7 separate regions of the Mus musculus genome follow, and regions 2, 3, 4, 5, 6 and 7 are each linked to region 1. A link is a contact called in public Hi-C, HiCAR-type, HiChIP or PLAC-seq and promoter capture Hi-C data. All regions are on one chromosome and are shown on one strand. The core of a region is the stretch at or near the end of the contact, and the rest is flanking DNA. Distances in the headings are between cores, read along the strand shown. Region 1 holds the start of Rnf8 (ring finger protein 8). Region 2 holds the start of Srpk1 (serine/arginine-rich protein specific kinase 1). Region 3 holds the start of Glo1 (glyoxalase 1). Region 4 overlaps Btbd9 (BTB (POZ) domain containing 9). Region 5 overlaps Btbd9 (BTB (POZ) domain containing 9). Region 6 holds the start of Mapk13 (mitogen-activated protein kinase 13). Region 7 overlaps Btbd9 (BTB (POZ) domain containing 9).

Region 1 (3,434 bases), core at 255-2,754:
GTACGAGAAATGGCACATCAAGATGAGCTGCTCATCCAGAGGACATGGCTTTGGTGCCCAGCACCCACATGATGGCTCACTATCTGTTACCTCAGCTCCAGGGGATCTGATATCCTCTTCTGGACATCACAGGCACTAGGCACACGCGTGGTACATACATACATGTTGGCAAGACACATACATAAAAATAAACCGAACCAAAACAATCCATAAAAATAATAAACTCCAGTTCCAGGGGATCCAACAACCTCTTCTGGTTTCTGCAGCCATTGGGCATGCACTTGGCTCAGAGACATACATGCAGGCAAAACATGTACACATATATCTTTTTTTTATTTTTTTTAAGATTTATTTATTATATGTAAGTACACTGTTGCTGTTTTCAGACACACCAGAAGAGGGCACCAGATCTCATGATCTCCTTTCGGGTGGTTGTGAGCCACCATGTGGTTGCTGGGATTTGAACTCAGGATCTTCAGAAGAGCAGTCCGTGCTCTTAACCGCTGAGCCATCTCTCCAGCCCATACACACATATCTTAAACACCCAAACTTCAGCGTGGAGAGAGAAGGGAGAGTTTCATCTCCCTAGCCCCTTCAAGCCCATTTCCATTCCTTCTGTACCCTGTATGAGCCCCAGGTAATGCGATCCATCTCTACAGATTTGCCTGGTATAATTTTTAAAGATTCAGAAACAAAATGAGGTCATGAAAAACAAATAGATGCTAAATAGGAATAGACTGAATCAACCTTAAAATGATCAGACTTTTCTAAATCACTCAAAAGTGGGTTATAATGGGGTGGAGGTATAATTTAGCTACAGAGTACATCCTTGGCTGTGTGTTCAATGTTCAGAATCTCCTACTCCCAACCCAAAGTAGGCTATAGTTCTCAATAAAATGGTTATGGCCGTCATCACCGTGTTATAAAGCAATTTTTGTTTGTTTTGTAGACACGGTCTCATATCCCAGGCTGGCCTCTAACTCACTGCATAGCGGTAGATGCCCTTGAACTCCTCATCCTCCACCACACTCTGCCAAAGGAAAAAGGGGTGGGATACAAATAAAGGTTCAGGTTCATTGCTGCTGGATCTGGGGTACTGGCTTTGGAGAGCGCAGAGAGGAAAGAAGGTATTGGGAAAGTCATTATTATACTCACGAACCCAAGGAAAGAGAGTGTTTCTGTTGTTTACTATAATTTTTAATCTATAACTTTTAAGTGTTTATTACTCTGCGCGCACACAGGCGCGCGCGCACACCCACACCCACCCGCTAGGGTGCGCATTTGGAAGTCAGAGGCCAATTTGAAAAGTCAGTTTTCCCCAGCCACCATATAGGTGAAGCCTGAGCATCGTCTCCACGCTTGCCAGCAAGTAGCTTTACTCGTTGAGCCATCCTCCAAGTCCTAAAATCTATGCTTTAGTTTAGGATTTTGTCCGCAGCAGACGTTACGCTCGTCCTTCTTCAGGCTCACACCTGCGCACTTCCCGCCCGCCTCCCGCTGCGCACGCGCACTGCCCGCCTTCCCAGGCCTGGGGCGGGCCCGCGCTCTCAACGCGGTCGATCCCCGGGCGATTGCTTCTGTCTTGTGTGTAGATTAAGTTGCGCGAGAGGAACCTCGGAGGCGGCCGGAGCTCAGGCTAGAGGTTGGCTGGTTGCTGAACGCTGCCCCAGTGCCGGTCGGGCCATGGGCGAGCCCGACCCCTTGGTCTCGGGGCAGCTCGCGGCCCGCCGGAGCTGGTGCTTGCGGCGGCTGGGGATGGACTGCGAGTGGCTGCAGCTGGAGGCTGGGACTGAGGTGAGGGCGAGAGGCCTGGCGAGCTGCGGGAGCGGGGGAAGGCCGCGCACACCGGTCGGCGGGGAGGCGCCGAGGCAGCGGGCTCCGGCCACCTCAGGGCCCGGAGGGACCGGGCCGCGAGGCCAGGCGAGTCCGCGGCTTGAGGCCCGAGCTGGAGGGCGGCTGCGCGGGAGCGGGACCCGTGCCGGAGCCGCTGTAACGGACGCGGGCCTCCCAGCGAGGAGAAGGATGGGGTCGAGAACAGGCACTGTCCCAGTTAAGGGTCTATCAGAGACGGAGAAACTGAGGCAGAGGCGTCCCCACTGATTCCTAGGAGTGGCGAACCTGTCTAGGGAGTCTGAAGATGGACGCCTGGAAGGCTGCGGAGGGCGTGGACTCTCTGGAGTTGATTTTAAGTGTGATCAGGAGTTTAAGGGTAGCATGCCTAAACCCCTCGAACTGTAATACTGAAAATAAAAGTCTTCCATTCCATCTCCGAGGGGAACTGGAGCGTCGGGGTGGGCCACTCCTGAAGTGGGTCAGCCTTCTCTCCAGAAACTGCTCACAATGTAAAGCTGACTTAAAAGGCCGGTGCTGGGGATTGAACGCAGGGTCACAGAACTTGGAAGGCAAGGACTCTACCAAATGAGCTGTATCTGCAGCTCCACAAACGCAAAATTAGAAACAAAGACAAAGTGGGAGGAACAGTTCTAAGTGGGGGAGAGGTGCTGGGTGCTGTTGTGGGCTTTCAATCCTTGCAGTCTGCTCTGGAAGCAGAACTGGGTCAGGGATGCGCTTGCAATGTAGAATCCTTGAGGTTTTGGAAAGCCTGTACAGTACTGAATGTTGGTCATGTGTACTGGCTGGTCTTTTGTCAACTTGGCACACAAACCAGAGTCCTCTGAAAAGAGGGAAACTTAATTGAGCAAATGTCTCCATAAGATCCAGCTGTAAGGCATTTTCTTAATTAGTGATTGATAGGGGAGGGCCCAGCCCATTGTGAGTGGGGTTGTCCCTTGGCTGGTGCACCTGTGTTCTATAAGAAAGCAGGCTGAACAAACCAGTCAGCAGCACCCCTCCATGGCCTCTGCATCAGCTCCCGCCTCCAGGTTCCTGCCCTGTGTGAGTTTTTGTCCTGACTTCCATTGATGAGGGACTGCACTTCAGAAGTGTAAGCTGAAAAAAAAAAAAAAAACCCAAACCCTTTCTTCCCCAACTTGCTTTTTGGTCATGGTGTTTCCTTGCAAGAATAATAACCCTGAAACATCATATAAGATAAATTCAGTGAATTGGTAAGTTCGGTTTTTCTGATAAGCTGCATATTCTCAATTGAGAGGCGAATGTAGGGATTTATGGTTTGAACCAGGGGAAGAGAATTTACACAGTGAAGGAGCCTGAGAACGTCTGGGTGGGCCAAGGTGTGGCTTATTTAGTGATATTCTAGAGCAGGTCCTGCTTTAAATTAGGCATTAGAGGGCTGTTTATTTTTACCTATGAGGTCTTACTATTTTTCATCTTCATTAATCTGATCCCTGAGCATTTACTAGTCTCTCACAACCCTAGAGGGAAACTTAAGTGTTGACTTGTTCACTGAGACTCAGTTCTGTGGACTAATCTATTACTCCTGGCTAGTTGGGCACTCCTGGAGTAACGAGGGCAAG
Region 2 (3,434 bases), core at 273-2,772, 990 kb before region 1:
CGGAGGAACCTCTGCAACTAAATGTTAGTACAAGATCCTTCGTAAAGCTAACTTCTAAGCTCACAATGGCAGTGAGCCTGCAGTGGTGGCACATGCCCCTTAATCCCAGGATTCTCAGAGCCAAAAACAAGAGGATAAATTCAAGGCCAACCTGGTCTACATAGGGAGTTCCAGGTCAGCCAAGGCTATCTCAAAAAACAAAGACGTTGGTGGGAATGGTAGCAGCTAAGCTCACTTGAATAAGCCTCCACCCAGCGTTTCTATCAGACTGTGCCCTCTTTTGTGCACACACACCCCCAACACCACTAAACCACTATTACACATCAAATCGGGCAAGTGTAGCACTAGGCCCACCAAGCCGGAATCACCCAACCGGCACCAGCAATTTGACTCTGGACATTACTCCGACGTTACTGCTCTGAGGACCTGATAGTACGGCCCGCCGGTAATGCATAACTTAGCCGGCACACCGAGTGGACAGCAACGCCACAGAGTCTCCCAGACTTAGGAAGCAGAGTAATCAGGCGCGAGGAAGACTCCCGGCCGTCCTCCTCTACCCAAGCGAGCGTGTGGTTGGCAGGGCCAAGGGTAAACAGGGAAAATTCATTCAACAATTTCCCGATGGCGTAGCGTGCGGACAGACGTAGGAGGCAAGTTAAGACGCTGCGGAGCACGGAAGGAAGAGCAGAGTTCACAGACAGGCAGGTAATGATTGCCAGCTCCGGCTGCCGGGCCACACCTGGGCCTCCTCGATGGAGTTGGCGAGTGGTGCCGGGCAGGCTCCGGGTCTTTCCAGCAGACCCGAGCCTGGAGACCCAGCTACCTTCCACATGATTCCCGGAGGGCGAATCACACAGCGGCCCAGTAACCATGTGGCGGGGAGGGGTTGGGGGGGAACCGCCCGAAGCGCACAACCCGGTAGGGGGAGGAGGTCCCCGAGGAAACGCAAAGGGCGGGATGTTGGGGTACAAGACTCACTTCCTTTGGGCTTTGTCCTTCTTGGCCTTGGTCCTTTTCTTTCGGGCCTGGAGCGCGAGCACTGCGGGAGAGAGGGATGGATGAAGGGCCGATGTAAGTGGGAGGCGGGGAGCGGCGCGAGCACGCAGGGCGACCGGGCCTGAGGCTGCGGGCCGAGCGCGGGGCGGGCTGCTCGGGGTGCACAGCGGCTGCCAGGCCCGGCGCGCCCAAAGAGGCTCGGGCCGGCCATGAGGCCTCGCCGCCCCGGCCTGGGGGCTGCGGAGCGAGGGGCGGGGACGGCGGGCGCCGGAGGACGCCGCAGCCGAGGGGCGAGAGGCAAGAGTGACGCCGCTTCAGGGGGCCGCGACAGTGGCCAGAGAGGCGCCTGGCGCCCAGTCGGGGACCGCCGTGGCTCCTCGTGGCGGAGGCCGCTCCGCCGCTCACCTTTCCGCTCCATGGCGAGACCGGTAACCGCCAGGCGCCTGCGCACTCGAGTGACGCCGACTCGGGCTCCCGCCGCGGCCCAAATCCCAGCTCTTCCTCCCGGCGCGCGCCGGCCCCGCCTCCGGGCCCGCCCGACCACGCCCCACACGGCGTCGCGCGCCTGCGTGGTGAACACAGAGCCTACCACCTGCTCCGGGGTGTACGAGAGTGGAGGGCAAGGGACCGAGGGATCCTGAATGGGAAGCTGGTTTTAGTGTCCCGCCATAAAGCGCGCGGCTTGAAGTTCTTACCTCCTGAGGAAAGGCAGGGCTCCGCAGTCAGTCGGGATTTGCCTCAGTTTCCCCGGCCTGCAAAACTGCTTAACCCAAACATATCCCAGTTCCTGTCTGAGCTGTTGTAAGGGCCAATTAAGACATTAAAGAAAATGGGAAATTAAATTGTATGTGGATACACACAGAACAAAGGCTGGAAGGAGGGAACGTGTGCCTCTGTCCTCTTCTAAAGATAAAACCTTGGGCCAGCAGCCCATGCCTTTAATCCCAGCACTCCAGAAGCAGGTGTATCTTTATGAGTTCCAGGCCAGCAAGGCATATATAATGAGATCCTGACCCAAAATAAATCAATAAGAACTGGATGGGGGGGCGGTATGGGGGACTTTTGGGATAGCATTGGAAATGTAACTGAGGAAAATACGTAATAAAAAAATATTAAAAAAAAAAAAAAGAACTGGATCAGAAGCTGGGCAGTGGTGGTGCACGCCTTTAATCCCAGCACTTGGAAAGCAGAGGCAGGCAGATTTCTGAGTTCGAGGCCAGCCTGGTCTACAGAGTGAGTTCCAAGACAGCCAGGGCTACACAGAGACACCCTGTCTCGAAAAACCAAAAAAGAAAAAAGAAAAAAAGAAAAGAACTGGACCAGAAGACAGCTCAGCAAGTAAAGGTGCCTTAAGGACCTGAATTCAAATCCAAATAGGGCCAATTCCCACAGGTCTCTCTCTGACTTGCACACAGGACCCATGGCACATGCAACAACCCCTCACCCATAAGTAAGCTAAACAATTATTTTAAGTAAAAGCAAACACTTCTAAAGGGAATTTTCTAGCTGCAAGTTGAAAGCCTTAAAGGAAGGGTGTGAATGGGAATTCTGTTTTCTCCTTGAAGAACTCTCTTCATCGTAGGACTTACCGGGTGTTTCCATACTGTCAAGTGCATGATCTTATTAGATGCTGATGTCAACTTCAGGCCAAGGTAGTTATTATCCCCATTACAGAAAGATGAGAACGTGGAAAGGATTGTGTGCTCAGAATCTTGCTGTCCCAACCCAATGATTCAGGCATCAAAACTCCTATAGTAAAGTAGAATCAGCAGGCATTTATGAGAGAGATGGGGGAGGAACATGAGGCTCTCTAGACCCCAGTATTTCTTCCAAAACATAGACTGTGGGTACTGCTGTGGAGATTTATAGTAGGCACTGAAATTCGCAATTGGAATTGTATACTTTTCATGTGTTTCAGAACTCTCCTTTAGATCTTTTTTGTGATTTTCTTTTTGTTGTTTTGTTTGTCTGTTTGGGGGGTTTTTGGTTTGTTTTGTTTTGTTTTTGTTTTGAGACAGGGTTTCTCTGTGTAGTCCTGGCTGTCCTAGAACTCACTCTGTAGACCAGGCTGGCCTGGAACTCAGAAATCGGCCTGCCTCTGCCTCCTAAGTGCTGGGATTAAAGGCGTGCGCTACCAACACCCGGCTCCACTGAAGCCTTTTCAAGTGGCGTGCATATGTCTATATTCCAGCTGGCTAGGGTAGGGGCTCAAAAACCCAGCTCTATAAGAAGTGGGACTTGGGGGCTGGTGAGATGGCTCAGCAGGTAAGATGTCTCTAAGAGCACCCAACTGCTCTTCTGAAGGTCCTGAGTTCAAATCCCAACAACCACATTGTGGCTCACATCCATCCGTAAGGAGATCCGACTCCCTCTTCTGGAGTGTCTGAAGACAGCTACAGTGTACTTACATAAAATAAATAAATAAATCTTTTAAAAAA
Region 3 (3,434 bases), core at 509-3,008, 1.0 Mb after region 1:
ACCCAGAATCCGGGTGTGCTTTGTAGAAAATAGCACATAGCCCAGCAAGAGTTTTAATCTTTTAATCTCAGCACTTGGGAAACAGGCAGATGGATCTCTGTAAGTTTGAGGCCAGCCTGGTCTATACAGCAAGTTCCAGTACAGGCAAAGCTACATAGTGAGACCCTGTCTAAACAAGAAAATGTGTGTGTGTGTGTGTGTGTGTGTGTGTGTGTGTGTGTGAGAGAGAGAGAGAGAGAGAGAGAGAGAGAGAGTGGGGGGGAGGGAAGGATGGATGAACAAATTTTCAGTAATGTAGGAAACCAATTCACATGGAATGAACCAATTTATAGTGTATAAAATATCTAGGAGATCAACGATATGGTTCAGCTGCCAAGGCAAAGACCTGAATTTCCCAATACCCACAAATATGGAGAGAAAGTTGTTCACTGACGTACACACGCATGCACACACACACACACAATGTTAAAAAATTAAATGCATACTAAGGTTATGTATGGGTAAATAGAAGGAATGGGGAGAAGTGTGTGTGAGTGTGCCTGTATTCGGCCTTTCCTTCCTGCCTTAATTTTGTAGTGACTAAGAGTGTCCCTAAGTACACACCTGGTGCTAGTCAAAAGCTTTGGCAATTACAGTATGTCTGACTCTTGTTTGCCCTTAAGGCAAAGAACAAGCAGGGACCAAAGTCTTCACCATCTATCTGCCCCTCCTAGAGGTCTGCATAAAGCCCACATTCAATCCAGGAATTCACAATGATGCAGCACCTAATTGAATATAGGTGTTTACTGGCACGGATGACTATACAGGAATAAATTCCTCCGTCAGCCACCACGTCTAACTTTTGGCCATGCAGAGGCAGGGACCACACCTGAATGAGTCTTGCCTACTTTACTGTAAGTACAGCCGTGTTTAAGGGAAAGTTTTTCAATGCCATCGGTTAAGCTCCTTACTGGTTGTAACTACAAAACGAAAGGGTCCGAAGAAAAGTGTCTAAGATTCCCTCCAAGTCGAGGTCCTATTTATTATCTGTAATCTCTCCAGAGACTCTTGGTGGACAGAAGTGTGGACTTGAGCAATGGCAAAGCCAAGCAAGCAAAGGCAGTTAAATTCGAGCAACCGCAGTAGTTTGGAGGAGTGAACCCTGGCGGCAAGGCGACTACGAAAAAGAGTACGGCTGAGAGGGACCAGTTACAGAGGGGCCCCTTGAGCTATACAAGTTCTGAAAGTGCCTGCCCGTCTAAAGGGACATGGCGCCTAAGCCAGGATAACTGCACCCACAGACACGGAATCTGACCCTGAATCGCCCTGGCTTCAAGACACCGTGCCCAAAATAAACAAGTTAACGCACTCTGGGGGGCGTTTACAAGTTTTGAAATAACTTTCTGAAGATGGGGATCCCTCTGCACTGTCCCCCCGCCCCTGCCCCCATCGCCCTCTTTCCAGCTCACTCCACTGCGCCGTCAGCCGGCCGACATGCAAGCAGCGGCCAGACCGGGTTAGGATTCCGTCAGGCAGGGCCAGAGCCCCAGGTCGCTCCAGCCGCCGAAAAGGAGGCCCTGTCACCCACCTTGGTGCTAGGGTCTGGATCGGAGCAGCAGCTGAAAGCGGTCTCATCAGTGAGGCCACTGGACGCCGGCTGTGGCTCTGCCATGGCTGCCCTGGAGAATCACCAACCTGCCCTAGTAGCAAACAGGCCAGCGGACCACACGCTCCACAAGGCCCGGGGGACGCCTTTGCAGTCGGCTGAGTGACAGGCCAAGGGGCGGGCGGACGCGGCTCCCAGCCAACCACGGTGCACATGGCTGTTGGCTGTCTGCTGATTGGATTCCAGTGAGTCTGGTTCAGCATGGCGAGACTACATTTTCCAGAATGCCATTGTGCACAATAGTGGCAACTCTTAAAAAAAAAAAAAAAAAAAAGTGTTAGGAACCTGATTTTGCTTATAATTACAAAACTTGAAAACTACCCATTCCTCGGGGCGGCAACCTCATAGAAAATTTCAGCCTGGTGGAAATTACGCTTTTTAGAATAATGAGAGCTTGAACTGGGTGTTAATCTTTTTAAAAATTGTATAAGAACCTGAAGCCAGGATAATTGAAAACCATTCGAATTTAGGATTTTGTTTTTGTTTTCAAGCAGCTAAGTTTAAGTATTTCTTCCACTATATTTTTGCCCGGGGAGCATGGGGTACTTACTGGTCTTCCCAGAGCCTCCTTGGAGAATGTGTGTAGAGAATGTATGTAGAAAATGTGTGTAGAACCGAATAACTGTGGTTTGACTATGCAGTATACACAAACCACCTGAGTTTGAATGGGATTCTAATGACTCACTTCTACACACAGAGTATGTGTGTAGACAAAACTGATGGGATGTCTTATCTAAAATTAGCTTTTAAAATGTGGTGAATGGTACAGGTATGGTGGCTCACATCTGTAATCCCAGTCATTGGGAGGTAGAAGTAGGAAATTTAAAGCCAGTGTGGGCTACATAGTGAGTTCAAGGCCAACAATGGGCTTCATGTGACTCAGTCTTAAAAATAATTAAAGAAGCTTTGGTTCTTGGTGAATCTTTCCTTAATCTCTCCCTCTCTCATCCCCTCCCCTCCTTCTTGTTTATCTATGACCACATGATTAACACTAGGGAGAGAAATGTGACAGGAACTGATAACTCTAATGTAACAGAACATAAAGAAGACAAACCTGGTCTTAGGAGAAAGAGGTATAGGTCATATACATGTAAGGCCAATATAATAGGTTCTGTGTGCAGAATATGTAAAAAAAAATTACAGATCAATGAAAAATACAAACCAATAAAAAGTGGCAAAGAGGAGAACAGGCAGATTGCAAAACAGAGAACACCGTGTGTGAAAATTGACTTCAGTTTTCTAGTACATAGGGAAGTCCCTTCCGAGGCCTTCAGGTTAAGTTTTTAAAGTAAAAACCATCATGGTTAGTGTGGAAGGCAGAACACTGGAATCAACAGGCACAGCTGGCAGAAATCTAAATTACTAGAAACCTGTGGGGAACCTATTTGACAGCAGTTGGTGGAGCTGAGGGGAGCCCATCCTAGGACTCACTGCTAAGTATTTACGCTAGACAAAGATTATTATACTTATAGTCCACGTGACAAACAAAAGAAACAGCTGAATAGGGGGGGTGGAGGGGACAGGGCAGAGAGTGGCAAAAGGTACTTGTTAAACAGTAGGAAACTAGGTAGGTGATTATTTTCATAGACTGGATTATGAGACATAAATGAAAAAAATCTGCCAGAAATTCATATTCTAAAGTGGATAGATTCCACAAATAGAAATAAAATGAGTTAGCTGAGGCTCTGGCTCCATTAATAAAGGGCCTGCTGAACAGACATAAAGTCCTGAGTTCAAATCCCCAGAATCTATAGAAAAAACTCGGTGGTGCATGCCTGTAGTCCCAGAG
Region 4 (3,434 bases), core at 654-3,153, 880 kb after region 1:
CTTCAGGCACCTAAGTGCAGGGCATCAGCCACCATGCCCAACAGGAGACTATGACTTGTGTATCATTTTGATAAAATTAAATATAATATCCACTGTTGAGAAGAATGTGGAAGAAGAAATGCTACTACACCATGCTAGGAAGCCATTAGTACATACTTGTGGGTGGAGTCTTTAATAAGAGCATAACCTTTGACACGGCTTGCTTACAGATTAGATAATGTGGAAGGCCTTCTGTCCTGTCACAGAAACATCCTAAAGACAACTGCTAACAGTAATATACTCTGGTACTGTTACAAGAGATAAATCCGATTGTTATGTACTAACAGACTGACAACACACTGACGAGATAGTGAAATAGCACACACTAAATGCTATTTTCTTTATAAAAATGATTTTCAACATTAGCTTACACACTATTGGGTTTCATAATGGAATCTCCTTTGTACTTTTGCTGCCCTGTACATTACACTTGGCTATTATTCCCTCCCCTTTTCTCTCTGTCCACTCTGTCCCTACATGCTGGTCCTCTTCTTCCCCACAAATGTGCTTTCATGTTACATGTACTCCAGAGCCATCTCTTCCTCTTCTTCCTCCTCCTCCTCCTCCTCCTCCTCCTCCTCCTCCTCCTCCTTTCCCTGAAGAGATTGTCCTCCATTCATGGCCCCTCTCTACTTCAATGTCCTACACACATACGTAAGATTAGGTATGAGAGAATAAGGAAGGACAATATTTGTCTGACTCTAGCTTGTTTAACATGACTTCTGGTTGCACACACTTTTCTGCAGATGTCATGACTTCACTCTTTATGAGAGAATGGAGCTCCACTGTATTAGGTACCACATTTTCTTGTCCATTCATCTGCTGGTTGGTCCATTCTTAGCTGTTGCATTTGAATGCAGCAGCAAATAGGAACATCAGGTGTGTGGTGTGTGCACTGTGAGTCTTTCGGGGCCTATCTAGAAGTATTTTAGCTGGAGCATGGGCTAGTTTTTGTTGTCTAAGGAAACTTCTCTGACTTCCATGTTTGTGCCAGCTTATACCCCCACTAGCAGTATATGAGGACTGCCCTACAGTCATGTCTTGATGAAGCAATTCTGACTGAGGTGAGATGGAATCTCAAAGCAGTTTTAAGATCCATTTCTCTGATGGCTGACATTTCTGATGTTTGGACAGCTTTCCAAATATTTTTGGCCACTAAATAACATTTTTACAAATAACACATTTATGCATAACTATATTTAGAAAAAAGATAACTATACTATATGTTCTAGTGAACATGTCAAAGATAAGTAAAATTTCTATTGTCATATTTTAAAGTGATTACAAATTTTAAAAATCTCCTGAAATAGTCGAATTTATGAATCCATACCTTAAATTTACTTGGTTTCTTTAAACTAGGCTTATACATCATCTACCACCTTGATTTCAGCCAAAAATCATGAATTGGAATCTTGCTCTCACCCTAGAGAATCAATGGTAAAAAGGAAACTTACAGAAAAATATTTTTGTTTTGCAGCTTATGGCATGATACATCCATGAATCGCACTGAAAATTTGTCCCTTGAAATCAATCTATGTTTACACATAGAATGTGCCCCAAAGTTCTCTAACAGAGAAAAGTGTTTAATCAAACTATCTGCTGACAGCTGGTTAGAGCTGATCTGAGGGCAGAAAGAAATGAGCGCCAGCCACTGATCCTTTGTTTTGGGTATGGGAGCTGAATATGCAAATGAGCCCAGAGTGGAGCCTCATTATGTGCTTCACACTTCCAGTGTGATTTTAAGCACCCTAGGTATACACACACACACACACACACACACACAGAAAGCACAGCCATCTCAACAAGCCATGCGCGTCATCTGTTCAGAACCAGGAGCCGCATGCACGCGTCTACAACATTAACTGCAAGGCAGATGGTAGGCGCTGATCAACAGACACAAAATAAACCCCACGTCCTACTCCTCAAACAGTCCCTCAGTGCTTTCCTTTAGAAAAATATCAAGCAGCTTTTCTCTACTGTTGATTTGCAACTCCACGGTTACAATGGGCAACACAAAGGAGACTTCAAAGGACGAAAGATGTTCCTTGGCACAGATTTGCTTTCCTAGTCTTAGACAGGAGATAACACTAACTTTGAAACTCACAGAATTCTGTAGTTTTTATCAGTATCTAATGTGTAAATGAGCTCTTTCTATAACTGGAGGTTTAGCTTTCAAAATACATAATTACTGATCATTTTAGTCTGCATTGCATTTCTTTTGCAGGGTGAAATGATCTAAAACAGCTGTTATGTCCTAATAGCTTTATAATGTGCAGAGAATTTCTATGACTACCCAAAATTAAACCTATAGCTTCCCACCAGGCAGAATGTAGTCATGTGTACATGTGACCCACGTTATTTGGAACAATTATTAACTTATGAAATTATAATTTGAAGCATAATGAAGAAAAACCCTGCCATTCTTGAATGAGGTCAGAGACACCGAGCCCACACTGACCGCTCCCCACTGTCCTCAGCAGCACTGGACTGAAGGAGCCCAAGTGTCCCATTGCTGCCATTCCTTGCAGGGACCGAGCCCTCTATTTTCATACTGGGAGATGAATGTTCAGAAGGTGAACCAAGTCTGGCACTCTGCCCAGAACGTCTGGCAGCCGACAAGTAATCTGGTTTTATTGCTGGTCTACTCTCCCCTGAGCTGACCTTGCATCCAGAGAGAGCACCCTGAGCTGGGGACGTGTACCATTTATAATCATCACCAAGAAAGCACTGATCATCTTATTAACCATGAGACTGGTATGCATCATTCTCTTTAAACACATTCCTGTAAGGTGAAATAATTAAAAACCTTGTTTCCTCCTATCTCCCTTTAATAATGGGGGAGGGGGCAGCAATATTAAGAGAGTTTTCCAGAAAAATCTAATATTCAGGCAGCTACATTCAAGGACGATGAGAGGGTTAAGAGGACTCTGCTACGTGACAAGTATTACCTACAGAAGTGTAAAGGCAGGCCCAGGAATAATTAGACAAGTGCATAGGGTACATTGGGCCACTCCAGCTATAAATATTAAAGGTCAAAGCAATCACTGCCAGGCAGTGTGGGTGACGTCTGAAGGTACACAAGCCTAGTTCTGAACTAACATCAACCAACATCCCCCCAGAATACTGTCCTCAAAGCAAGCAGGACAGGAAGTGACTGCCACGCACAACAAAGGTGTGTCCACTCTGGCTTCTTCCACTGTCCTTCCAGCGTCTTGTCCTCTCACACTTACACAGTGGAGTTCCTTACTGCTGCTGTTTTCTTATCCATCCACACGCTCACAGGCTTGGAGACTAGACTCTGCCCCAGAGGTTCCACTAGTCAGTGTGCTCCTCCTCCAAGTTCCTCCATCTCTGCCATCTCTGTCTGCCTGTCAGAGGTCTCTGGCAACCATTCA
Region 5 (3,434 bases), core at 259-2,758, 850 kb after region 1:
CCTCTGGATCCAAGAGGCCTGATGCTCATAAGAACTCAGACTGTGGAAACGTGCACAGGGCCTGCACAGGTTCAAGTCAGATGCCACGCCCCTGGAGACTGAGAGGTGGAGTGGACAAAGGCTCCCACTCCTAACCAAGAAGCTACCTGCAACTGATGTCCGCTTGCAAAGGAAAATTTCCCTTTCTCCAGTGGAGTCTCACTGGGTATCAACTCTACTTAAGGGCAGGCCCGTGCCCCGGAGTAGGTGGCCAATGCAGACAAACCCAACGGCATTCTTCTAGGCTTTTTGCCTCCTAATACTTTGTTTAAGCTTTGTGTGGTGTGTGTGAGTCTGTGTGGCATATTGCCATTTCTGTGGGATTTGGGGGTGGGGATTGTACATTTGTGGTTTTATTTATGTGTTTTGTTAAAAAGGGCACAGAGCTGGGCAGTGGGGAGGATCTGGGAAGCCTTGGGGAGGGGAAAGCATCATCAGAATACACTGCGTGAAAAAAGCTCTCAAAAAATTAATTAATTGCCAGGCAGTGGTGGCACATGCCTTTAATCCCAGCACTTGAGAGGCAGCGGCAGGCGGATTTCGGAGTTCGAGGCCAGCCTGGTCTACAAAGTGAGTTCCAGGACAGCCAGGGCTATACAGAAAAACCCTGTCTCGAAAAAAAAAAACAAAAAACAAAAAACAAACAAACTATATATATATATATAAAAAACTCTTAACCTATGCTTGATCATGAGAATTCAAAGAACCCTTAGGCTGACTTGGTGTTTAAACTTTTTTCCTTAAGTTCATTTAATAAAGCACAAAAGCACATCTTGGTTAAAGATCACCACAATGCTTTCAATAACTTCAATACAAAAGGAAGAGAAGCAAACTTCCTTGAGCTGACATTAAAATCAAATTAGGAGTGCTGCTCATAAGAGTAAACCTGAAGACTGGCCCCTCTGGAGGAGAGGAGGAGATTGGCACACAGGCATGCGCCCAGGCAGCCCCTTCACAGATGCTTGCACTGTCTACTGTTGGCTGGGAAACTCCCAGGAGAAAAGTATCAGAGCCACCAACTACAAGCGGAAGTGGCAGCTCTTTGGTGGGGACAGTTGTCTGCCGCTCCAGCACAGTGCTCACACCGATGGTTATTTTTATTTTTGCAGCCTCCCTAACATAGCCCAGGTTCCGAATGCAACAGATGAGTCTAGTCTTGACTTTAGAAACAAATCGCCAGCTGTCTCCTAAAGGACAACCTCATTTAATGGAAGGCAAATGCTAGCACAGAACAAAAGTAAATAAAGATGGCTACATATGCTCCAGTTTTCAGACTGAAAGTGACAGCGATGAGAGGTGCAGAGGAGGAAAGATTAAACATGAAGAACAGCTGCCACCAATAGCAGACGCTCTGACTAGTCAACCCGTCTAATAACATGGTGTCGCAAGAATGCCAATTAAAAGAGCCAGTGTGGAGATTCAGGCTCAGAGATCTTAGAGCTAAAGAAGCCGGAGGAGTTCGGCCAAAGCAGCTCCTGCCACAGAAGGCTGTGCTGAATGCCAATGGGCTGTGAGCAAAGTGCTCTGTAAACTGCCGACGTCTGCAGCCACATTGATGCTGCGGCTACTCCTAAGCTACTTCTACTCTTTTAGTTTAGTCTTTATAGAATGTACCAATTCCATCTGTATTCATTCACTTCCAATAAACAGAATTGTGAATTGGCATTTTTTACTTTTTTATTTCCTCAAGAATCTTCAAACAGAATATGTTGCCAAAATTAAACACCTTGTAGGCACAGCATGTGAATGGAATCTCTAATTTCGATGAGAATGAGACAGGAGCAAAGCCTGCACCCTTTCATGTCTTCCAAACATATCTGTAGAATGTCACTCAGGCCTATTAAAATGCTTACATGTCCTGGAGTCCCTCTCCCTCCACAGAAGCAAGCACTCATTAAAGGGCAGAGCAGGGGAGGAGAGAGCCGGCTGGCCTTTGCTGACAGAAGAGGAAGGCCTGGTGATGTGCTTTCAGAGGAGGACTTAAAAGGGGCTTTGAAAGGGTCAAAGGGAGGGCCTGGGGAGAAGCTTCCCCGGCTGACGGCACCACCCACCTTAAAAGGGTTACTTCATCCAGCTCAAGCCAAAATGGACCACCACAAGCTGTTACGGGCCCCTCTAACACAAGAAGAATTTCTATAGTGACCTCAGGGTGCCCTGCCACACTGCATCCCCCCAAACAGACCACCATCACCATGGTAAACATAGCTGAAAAGAACACTTTTACACTTTATTTCCATCTTTCCTATGATTTTGGTATGTGGATGTAATTTAACTTTAAAGTATTTGGGAAAAAACATTTAGTCCAGCTGTGCCAAAAAGAAAAAAAAAGGAAAAGATAATTTCCCCATTTACAGATGCTTCCAGTACTGGTTGAAGATGGATTAATCTACAGTTACTCAGCTGCAGAATATTACTCCTATTCCTCAGACTTTATATATGAACTATTACATCCATTAGATAGCTCTACAGCAGCTCCTCCTACCTACCCTTAAGGTACTCTTTCTTATTCAAGCCTTCCCTTCCTAAGGGGAACAGTCAAGGCCCCTCGCTGCCAGGCACCACCCAGCACCACCCGGAGCCTGCAGCAGGGGAAGAAGCAGGATGCTGAGAAGGAAATTAACAAATTTGTTTAAAGGGCACCACTATGGGATTTGAACTTATTCCTGGACTAGACTTTAAAGTTCAAGACATGTGGACACTAACATGAACAATTTTCTTTCAGAAAGTCTACACATCACAGAGGAACTAGTAATGCCATGTTGCAAACAAGGGCAGAGTTGCTCTTTCCCTGCTAAGCACAGAACTGTGCACCATTAGAAACGTTTCCAGAAACGTTTCCCGAAACGCCTTCTTCACTTTCCTTCACAACGATAGGGGAAGCATGGGAAGACAGTACTTGCGTCCTCTCTGGACCTGCACTACCCTGGGGTGGCAGACATTTCATCTCACTGCTGATTTGGACAGGGAGGGCAAGAGAGGGCTGGAACACCGGCGTCAGACACCAGGCCCCTCACCTCTGGGGTGCAGATGTATGAAAAGCACAGAATAAGTCGGAACGTACAACTTGATGTACCAAAAATTAAAAATGGAAGCAGAGGGTGGATCAGTGTGCACGGTCTCACAATACAGTTTCAAAGATAATTGGTAATGTTCTCTTCCCCCCAAAGAAAGTGAGGGTTAAATATAGTTGCTCAGTACAAGGACGGCTGGTCTTCAGGATGTGTAAATTATACATTACAGTTACATAACAGGCTAAATCACAGTCATCAACAAAAGAAAATTTGGCACAATTTGTGAATTTTTATGATTCTAGCTCATAAGCAGAGCTTCAAAAAGAAGGAAAAAAGTATTCCCTTGAATCTGCCATGCAAGTAAAACCTTAAAGAGCCCGAGGC
Region 6 (3,434 bases), core at 246-2,745, 850 kb before region 1:
GTTCCAGGACAGCCAGGGCTACACAGAGAAACCCTGCTCGAGAAAACAACAACAACAACAATAAAAACATCACCACCGGGCTGGAGAGATGGCTCAGCGGTTAAGAGAACTATCTGCTCTTCCAGAAGCCCTGAGTTCAATTCCCAGCAACCACTGTAATGGGATCCAATGCCCTCTTCTGGTGTGTCTGAAGACAGCTACAGTGTACTCATATACATAAAATAAATTAATCTTAAAAAGCTAAAAACAAAACAAAACCATCACCACCAGTATCAAACAAACTCCGGTGGATGTTTAAATCTTTGTGAACTCTGGGGACTGTAGAATTAGCAGCCGTCGACTCTGGGTGTAAGACAGCAAATCTCTCATGAGAAGAAGGATTGGATGCCTGGAGTTTGTTTCAGAAAAATGGGGAAGAGGAATAGAGTCTGAGCCCTGGTCAGTCGCTGAGCCTTAGGATCTGAGAGTCCTGCTTACTGAAAAGACAAGAGTCCTGGGGTCACAGGAGCTCATGTAGAACCCCATGAATTGTAGGGTTCTTGTGTTGTTGTTGTTGTTTGGGGATCTCCGGAGGGTTTTCTGGGAGGAGGGGTGTTGAGACAGAGTTTCTCTGTGTAGCCTTGGCTGTCCTGGAACTCTGTAGACCAGGCTGGCCTCAAACTCAGAAATCCACCTGCCTCTGCCTTCCAAGTGCTGGGATTAAAGGCGTGTGCACCACGATGCCTATTTTTGTTTATTTATTTGCTTATTTGTTTTGTTTAACTATGTGCATGATGACCTGGGTGCTGGAAGCCAAACTCAGGTCATCCTCAAGAGCGGTGCAGTCTCTAACCTGCTGAACAACCTCTCCATCTTTCTGTGGGGTCTCACTATGTAACCTATGCTGGTCTCCAGTTTACTGCGTAGTCAAGAATGACGTTATTTCTCTATCCTTCCTTCCTCCCTCCCTTCCTCCCTTCTTCTCCCCTTCCCTCTCTTCCCACCCTCTCTATCTCTCCCTCCTTTCTTCTATCCCTCTCTTCCTTCTCTGTTCATTCTCTGTATCTCTCCTCTCTAGTCTCTCCTCTCCCTTCTTCCTCAGGGTCTCACCTAGTCTGGCATTGAACTATGTACTGAACTGGACTCAAAATCGTAGCAATTCTCCTGTCTCTGCCTCTATCTCCTGTGTTGAGTACAGACCTGAGCCACCACGCCTTACATGTGAAGGGTATATTTCTTAAACTAGCCCAACTAGCAACAAGTTGAGCGCCCCCCCCCCCGCGCCCTAACCCCATTCCCAACTCTTCCTACAGTCTCTAGGCAGCCTCGCAGGCACCCCTTTCCCGCAGGGCACCCCCCTCCTCCCTCAGCACCTGCAGCAGGTGGCTGGTGGGGCCTGGGGCGTTCGCCGGTGATGGGCGGAGTCCGGAGCGCGGGCGAGCGGTGGGCGGGCCGGGGCGGGAACGTACCTGGGCGAGGCGGCAGGTGCGCCGCCCCACGGGGGAGGAGCGGGCGCGGGGCGGGAGGGGACCGCGGCGGGACACCCGGGCCGGGAGCCCGCGGGCAGCCACCGCAACCTCCTCGCAGGACCGCCACCACGGGGTCCGGGATGAGCCTCACTCGGAAAAGGGGCTTCTACAAGCAGGACATCAACAAGACTGCCTGGGAGCTACCCAAGACCTACCTGGCGCCCGCGCACGTCGGCAGCGGGGCCTATGGAGCGGTGTGGTGAGACCCGGGGACCCCAGGAATCAGAGGAGCCACGGGCCACCCCTCGGCAGCCTCCCCGAGTGAGCCCGGTGGCAGTGGGGCCCCTGTGGGTTGAGTCGCTGGCGAATCTGGTTCTCCAAGGCTGTAACTTTTTAAAAGGGATCTCGGAGTTCGTGGGACAGATCCCTGCGGTTGCAGATGAGGCCCCAAGAGGGGAACTTGCCAAATCGCAGAGCAGGGACTCCTGGCCTGCTCTGCATCCTGTCAGCAAGAACTGCTTCTCTCCTTGCTCTGCCGCCCCTTCCTTGGCGTCGCCCCCTACTCACACACACTCTCTCTCTCTCTCTCTCTCTCTCTCTCTCTCTCTCTCTCTCTCTTTCTGCTGGTCTCCGGCCAGCCTGGGGAGCACAGAATGGGGGTGGCCTAGGACAGGGCTGGAGGGATCTCCAGTTTAGGCCCTTTGCGCCGCCCCTCCCCCTCACCTGCCTGTGACCCCGCAGCTCGGCCATCGACAAGCGGACAGGGGAGAAGGTGGCCATCAAGAAGCTGAGCCGGCCCTTCCAGTCGGAGATCTTTGCCAAGCGCGCTTACCGCGAGCTTCTGCTCTTGAAGCACATGCACCATGAGAACGTAGGCTGCCTCGGGGTGTGGATGTGCCGGGGATCGGAGGGCAGGGAGAGGGGCCCAGGAGGGGCCTGCCCAGGGTCGTGCGCGCAGGGCCAGGAGAAAGAACTTCCTCTGCTCCACCCTGGTTTCTCAGCTCTCTAAGGAGAGCCCAATGAGAAGATGCCAGGGCCTGCCCAGCTCGCTTCCCAGAAAACACACAACCTTTTCTTGATTGTGAGGAGGAAGTAGGCACAGGGGAGCTTCGCGATTGGTTCTGTGAGGACTCCAGTCCGATGAGCCTGGGCACTTGAGCTAAAGCTGCCTCCATTCTGGCCACTCTAAGTCTAACAATAAATACTGAGTATTTAATGCATGCGGGGGTGGGGGCTGGCTAACTTTTATAATCCTCTCCGTAACACATGCCAAGGCACAGAAAGGTTTCCCCGGTTCTGCAGCGGCAGAGCTGAGGTTGGAAGGGGCGGGAGGCAGAGCCTGGTGCCTGACCATTTGACCATCCTGTCTGATGGAAACAGACCCCGTGACCCAGCTCTGGGCCAGGCAGAAGGGCTAGGGTCCATTTCAAATAGAGCCTTGTACATCGTGAACCCTAATCCTTTCAGATAACCTTTCCTCAGTGGCCTCCAGCTTCGAGGTGGAGGGGACTTGCCTCTAGCTCTGGACAGACTGACAGATGTGGCTAGAGACCCGGGGTCCAAGGCTAGAGCTGAGGTCCAGAGTCCCAAGGACCTGGAGTTCTCATCCTTCTCTCCTCTTCCCCCCTTGACCCTCAAGATTTGTTAGTTACAAGTGGGACTGTTCACCCCAAACCCCAAATTTGGGATCAAACTTACCTTGTTCTCAGCCATCTCTCCAGCCCAGGCAAATGTCCTCTTCTGCCTGGGCCCCCAAACTGTTCCCATGCCAGCTGGGGCCACCTTCCGTAGCAGAGGGTGACCTGGATGGTGGCCCTGGGTGGCTGAGACCCTCAGGACAGGGAAGAATGGCGTTGGCAGCGCACCCTCACTGGTGGCCTCTCTCCAGGTCATTGGGCTTCTGGATGTCTTCACCCCTGCGTCTTCCCTTCGGAGCTTCCATGATTTGTGAGTCGGGCTGGATTGGGGTGTTGGCAGATCTTAAGG
Region 7 (3,434 bases), core at 554-3,053, 810 kb after region 1:
TAGCTAATGTGCTAAGATACATGTGTCGATTTTTAACGTCACATCACTCTTGGAGCCTAGGAGGAAAGAAACCCATGTGACCTTGATAAATTGTCCTTATAACGTATCAGATTGAATTTTATCCCATGAAGGATACCAATCTGTCTTTTTCTTTCTACATAGTAACTTTCTGCTTTCGATAGAGGGTAATGCTACTTTAAAACAGAATAGGGAAATACTGCTCTACATTTTCTTCTAGACGAGTATGTACAGGTATAGAGTTGGCATTGTTTCTTAGTAGAAAGAAATAGTCGTAGAACTCAGCAGTGAGGCCGTCAGAGCCTGGAGCTTCTATGTTGGGATGCTTTTAGTTTTATATTCAATTTCCCTAACCAATAGAGCTACTATTTATCTCTTCCTGGGTGACTTAAGTACTTTTTGTCTTTCAATAAATTTGAAATAAATTCCATCCAATTATTATTGGCTGGCATGAAGTTGTTTTTAGTGCTTTATTTTTCTTTCAATGTATGTACATTTATTTATATCCACCTCTCTAAAGGTACCTGGAGCTTTCCACTTCTTCTCCTTAACCATGGGCTTTAAAAAAAAAAAAAAAAAGAAAAGTTTTTTCTTATTGTTTACTTATAGTCTTGAACTAGAGCTTCAAAATGTATTGCTATAGGTACAAAACATTTACAAAAAAAAAATAGATAAATATCTCGAGAGTGTACTCTACTAATAGCTTACAAAGACAGTGTCTCTTTACTATCTTAGAACTTGCTATGTAGACCAGGCTGGCCTTAAACTCATAGAGATCTGCCTGCCTCTGTCTCCCGAGTGCTAGGATTAAAGATACATTCCAGCTTACTATTTTAAAGCATAACTCAAAGTAAAACCAAGTAGAGAGGTTGCACAGTGCTAATACCCAAAGAAAAACGGGCACTCTGGGTGAACAGAAGACGGAGGGCGTGGGGAGGAGTGGGTGGGGAGACAGAGGGCCCTTATGTCCATTATGAAAGACAACAATGACAGCTATAGAAAGAACCTTATCTCTTTAGCTTTGTGTCCTTGTCCTTGATTTTCCCACACGCATCCTGGCAAGAGGTCCCTACATGTGAACAAACATAGCATTAGTCATCTATTTCTGAACATATGCTGGGTCAACAACTCGCTCCACCCACAGATACAATACAAGAAATCTCTTCACAGTTTCCATACTTATCTACAGCACCACCTTCTGTGGTCAGCCAGAAGCCTACCCTACTGTCCAGGAGACCACACCTACGGTCACCTCCACTGCCACCCAAACAAGGCAACTTGGAGTTTTTGCTGGCATTTGGGCCTAGCATGTCCCAAAATATCAACTCATCAAAAAGAAAAGTGTTTTCTCTCATCGTGACTTTTATTCTGGCTCTAGAATTTTCCTATATTACCCTTGGACACCCTTAACTTTCCCTCTCTACCCTCATCTGGCTGACCATACCTGCCCAGTGGGCAGGTTCTTCTCTAAGATGACTCAGGAATCTGATCCTTTACATTTCCACTGCCCAGATGCACCATCAGGTGGCATTTGCTAAGGCACACGCGTAAAGCAGACCTTAGTTTTCTACCCATCATTTAAAACACACTTCTGGAGTCTGCTCTCCAATTCTCTCCCTCACTCCACACTGCATTCCTCGTAGCTTTCAGAACATCTTTGGAAGCTCTCTTGCCTGGGCCATTTCCTAGTTTTCAGGCCTCACGATCAGCTGTCACGCTAGCTCTACTCTCATTGGCATGGCACAGTCCAAGCCCATCTGGATATCAACCTTCTTCCCTACTGCCCACATCATACATAACGTGTTACAGTCGACAGAAGCGCTTCCCATTTCCTGAAGATGCTCCTTCCCACCCATTACTTTTGCCAAAAACATGTTTATTTGCCTCTTCTGCCTAAATGTATGCAGCGCATCTTCCAAGACAGGGTGGAAATACATTTTCGGAAGCTTCCTCTTACCGTCACTGCAAACAAGAGCTTCCTGCCTCTCCGAGTCTGGAATATCCACTACTTTTGTGCCCACAACCCAGCTTTTGCTTAGATGATTTTGCATCTGTCGATTTCAGAGGCGCCCTGAAGGCAAGAACCATGTCCTGTTCTCCTTTGCAGCCCCAGGCTTTCTCTCAGGGTGCTTTACTATCCACTCAAAAGAGAGTAGACCCCTGACTCCACACAGACACTAGAACAGTCAGTCAAGGCGATAACCACAACCCATACACATACAACGTAGAGCACCTACAAGTAAAAAGACAGTATCTACACTACTCAGAGACCCTTGACTCTCTCTCAGCAAAGCTTCCTTCAGCTGGCCCTCCCAACCAAAACATGGAACTTTTTCTAATCATGTATGGACAGCAATCCCAACAGAATGGATTTGGGGACTGTGGGAGGTGACAGAGCTGTTCCTTCATAAGAAGCTGAAGAGAAATGAGGGTGGAGGCTACTCAGAAATGCACAAATGGCCAGCAGTCCTGAGACAAAAGCAGCCGATGGCCCATCATTTTTGCCAGTGACTCTCAAGGGTATTTCCTGTTTCCAGAGAGTCTCTGGCATCTGCTTATTCACGCATCCGGAGGAGGGCACAGAAGGAAGGCCAGTGTGTTTTAAGGATTCTGCTCTGAAAAGACTTTCGTGGCTTGTGGCCTTAAAGCTTCATCATCCTTTGAGAGATTCTTCTGGAAGGTCACTAACAGGCGATATTATCATTTCAATGGAACCATTTTAATTTGGACCGCACAAATGGTCAATTTTCATTTCCACATATATCACCTCTGTTCCATAGCCTATTCTGTCTATGTAACCAAGTCTCACAGCTGGCATCATTCATTATAATCTATTCTTCCCATCTTGATAGTTGGAAGCCACACAAAACTCTCTAACACAAAATTGCCCATGTGTATCAAAATTAGCAATTACCTCAAAATTTTACAAATGGCAGGTACTATCCTGTAGCCGGCATTCTTCTGCCCAAGACCAGACATGCCCACAGAAAAGAACACAGAAAGAAGAGCGGGAGACACATTTGGTGAATAGTAAACTTCAATCCTTATTAAAGACATAAATACATTTTGTTGCTAGTAATCTTTAGGGTCTCTGCAAACAGTAAGCTTTGCAGTTATTAAATGGGCTTTGTTCTCTTTTCTATAAGAACAAGGAAAAATAACCAATGAGGAAAGGAAATAAAGCAGGTAGCCCAGGCATGAGAATCCATTTCAAACCCATCGTGGCCCAGTACAGTGTTGTAACACCAGACCAGGCCTAATGAACACAGCCATGATCCAGGCCAGAGGAAGCCCATCTGAGAAAATTAAAGGCCATGCTGAAGATGGGGTGAGTTATAGTTCCTGCATCTGAATACACTGCTGAATCTGAGTATCAAGTGTGGAGCAGGGTCTTCCGGATTGACTGTCAACACAGG

The links. Promoter capture Hi-C pulls out the DNA fragments that hold promoters and counts their contacts. A called contact is a pair of places that touch in the nucleus more often than the background predicts. HiCAR-type assays count read pairs that join an accessible place to other places. HiChIP or PLAC-seq counts read pairs in DNA pulled down with a chosen protein or histone mark.
Region 2: a Hi-C map of B cells shows a contact between it and region 1, with 9 read pairs. The contact joins the promoter of Srpk1 here to the promoter of Rnf8 in region 1. A contact is called at or near these places in 2 of 39 promoter capture datasets (liver and pre-B cells) and 1 of 484 Hi-C or Micro-C datasets (B cells).
Region 3: a contact with region 1 is called in a HiCAR-type map of astrocytes, with 4 times the contacts expected there. The contact joins the promoter of Glo1 here to the promoter of Rnf8 in region 1. A contact is called at or near these places in 14 of 39 promoter capture datasets (the 3T3-L1 cell line, the C10 cell line, the HPC-7 cell line and 10 more), 6 of 115 datasets of contacts at active chromatin or transcription factors (astrocytes, embryonic basal ganglia, embryonic forebrain and 3 more) and 1 of 9 other capture datasets (embryonic stem cells).
Region 4: a contact with region 1 is called in an H3K4me3 HiChIP or PLAC-seq map of embryonic forebrain, with 6 times the contacts expected there. The contact joins the enhancer-like site here to the promoter of Rnf8 in region 1. A contact is called at or near these places in 3 of 39 promoter capture datasets (cranial neural crest, liver and second pharyngeal arch cranial neural crest) and 7 of 115 datasets of contacts at active chromatin or transcription factors (astrocytes, embryonic basal ganglia, embryonic forebrain and 4 more).
Region 5: an H3K4me3 HiChIP or PLAC-seq map of forebrain shows a contact between it and region 1, with 9 times the contacts expected there. The contact joins the enhancer-like site here to the promoter of Rnf8 in region 1. A contact is called at or near these places in 16 of 39 promoter capture datasets (the 3T3-L1 cell line, 3T3-L1-derived adipocytes, the C10 cell line and 11 more), 3 of 484 Hi-C or Micro-C datasets (cerebellum, palatal mesenchyme and uterus), 8 of 115 datasets of contacts at active chromatin or transcription factors (astrocytes, craniofacial prominence, embryonic basal ganglia and 5 more) and 1 of 9 other capture datasets (embryonic stem cells).
Region 6: a promoter capture Hi-C map of liver shows a contact between it and region 1, with 2.9 times the contacts expected there. The contact joins the promoter of Mapk13 here to the promoter of Rnf8 in region 1.
Region 7: a promoter capture Hi-C map of hippocampal neurons shows a contact between it and region 1, with 2.5 times the contacts expected there. The contact joins the enhancer-like site here to the promoter of Rnf8 in region 1. A contact is called at or near these places in 4 of 39 promoter capture datasets (the C10 cell line, the HPC-7 cell line, hippocampal neurons and 1 more), 4 of 115 datasets of contacts at active chromatin or transcription factors (the NIH/3T3 cell line, bone marrow-derived macrophages, embryonic forebrain and 1 more) and 1 of 9 other capture datasets (liver).

Annotation. Positions count from the first base shown.
Region 1 is chr17:29,613,285-29,616,718 of GRCm38.p6, forward strand. Rnf8 (ring finger protein 8) reads left to right here and starts at 1,505. Exons shown (of 8, transcript NM_021419.2): 1 at 1,505-1,794. The coding sequence starts at 1,684. Gm28043 (predicted gene, 28043) reads left to right here and starts at 1,505. Exons shown (of 28, transcript NR_132314.1): 1 at 1,505-1,794.
Region 2 is chr17:28,620,999-28,624,432 of GRCm38.p6, forward strand. It overlaps Srpk1 (serine/arginine-rich protein specific kinase 1), which reads right to left and starts at 1,523. Exons shown (of 16, transcript NM_016795.4): 1 at 1,402-1,523; 2 at 979-1,039. The coding sequence starts at 1,414.
Region 3 is chr17:30,610,901-30,614,334 of GRCm38.p6, forward strand. Glo1 (glyoxalase 1) reads right to left here and starts at 1,759. Exons shown (of 6, transcript NM_025374.3): 1 at 1,568-1,759. The coding sequence starts at 1,651.
Region 4 is chr17:30,495,903-30,499,336 of GRCm38.p6, forward strand. The region is part of intron 6 of Btbd9 (BTB (POZ) domain containing 9); the gene reads right to left. Among named protein-coding and RNA genes, the nearest start is that of Btbd9, 79 kb to the right of the region's middle. Within about 2 kb of position 1,904, at least 42 of the 459 cell types and tissues checked have an H3K27ac peak or open chromatin away from gene starts, as enhancers often do. A contact at or near this core is called in embryonic basal ganglia and embryonic forebrain, where this site is marked.
Region 5 is chr17:30,466,628-30,470,061 of GRCm38.p6, forward strand. All of the region lies in intron 6 of Btbd9 (BTB (POZ) domain containing 9), which reads right to left. Among named protein-coding and RNA genes, the nearest start is that of Btbd9, 110 kb to the right of the region's middle. Within about 2 kb of position 1,509, at least 61 of the 459 cell types and tissues checked have an H3K27ac peak or open chromatin away from gene starts, as enhancers often do. A contact at or near this core is called in astrocytes, embryonic forebrain, forebrain and 1 more, where this site is marked.
Region 6 is chr17:28,767,822-28,771,255 of GRCm38.p6, forward strand. Mapk13 (mitogen-activated protein kinase 13) reads left to right here and starts at 1,496. Exons shown (of 12, transcript NM_011950.2): 1 at 1,496-1,707; 2 at 2,190-2,319; 3 at 3,337-3,395. The coding sequence starts at 1,589.
Region 7 is chr17:30,427,063-30,430,496 of GRCm38.p6, forward strand. The region is part of intron 6 of Btbd9 (BTB (POZ) domain containing 9); the gene reads right to left. Among named protein-coding and RNA genes, the nearest start is that of Btbd9, 150 kb to the right of the region's middle. Within about 2 kb of position 1,804, at least 4 of the 459 cell types and tissues checked have an H3K27ac peak or open chromatin away from gene starts, as enhancers often do. A contact at or near this core is called in hippocampal neurons, where this site is marked.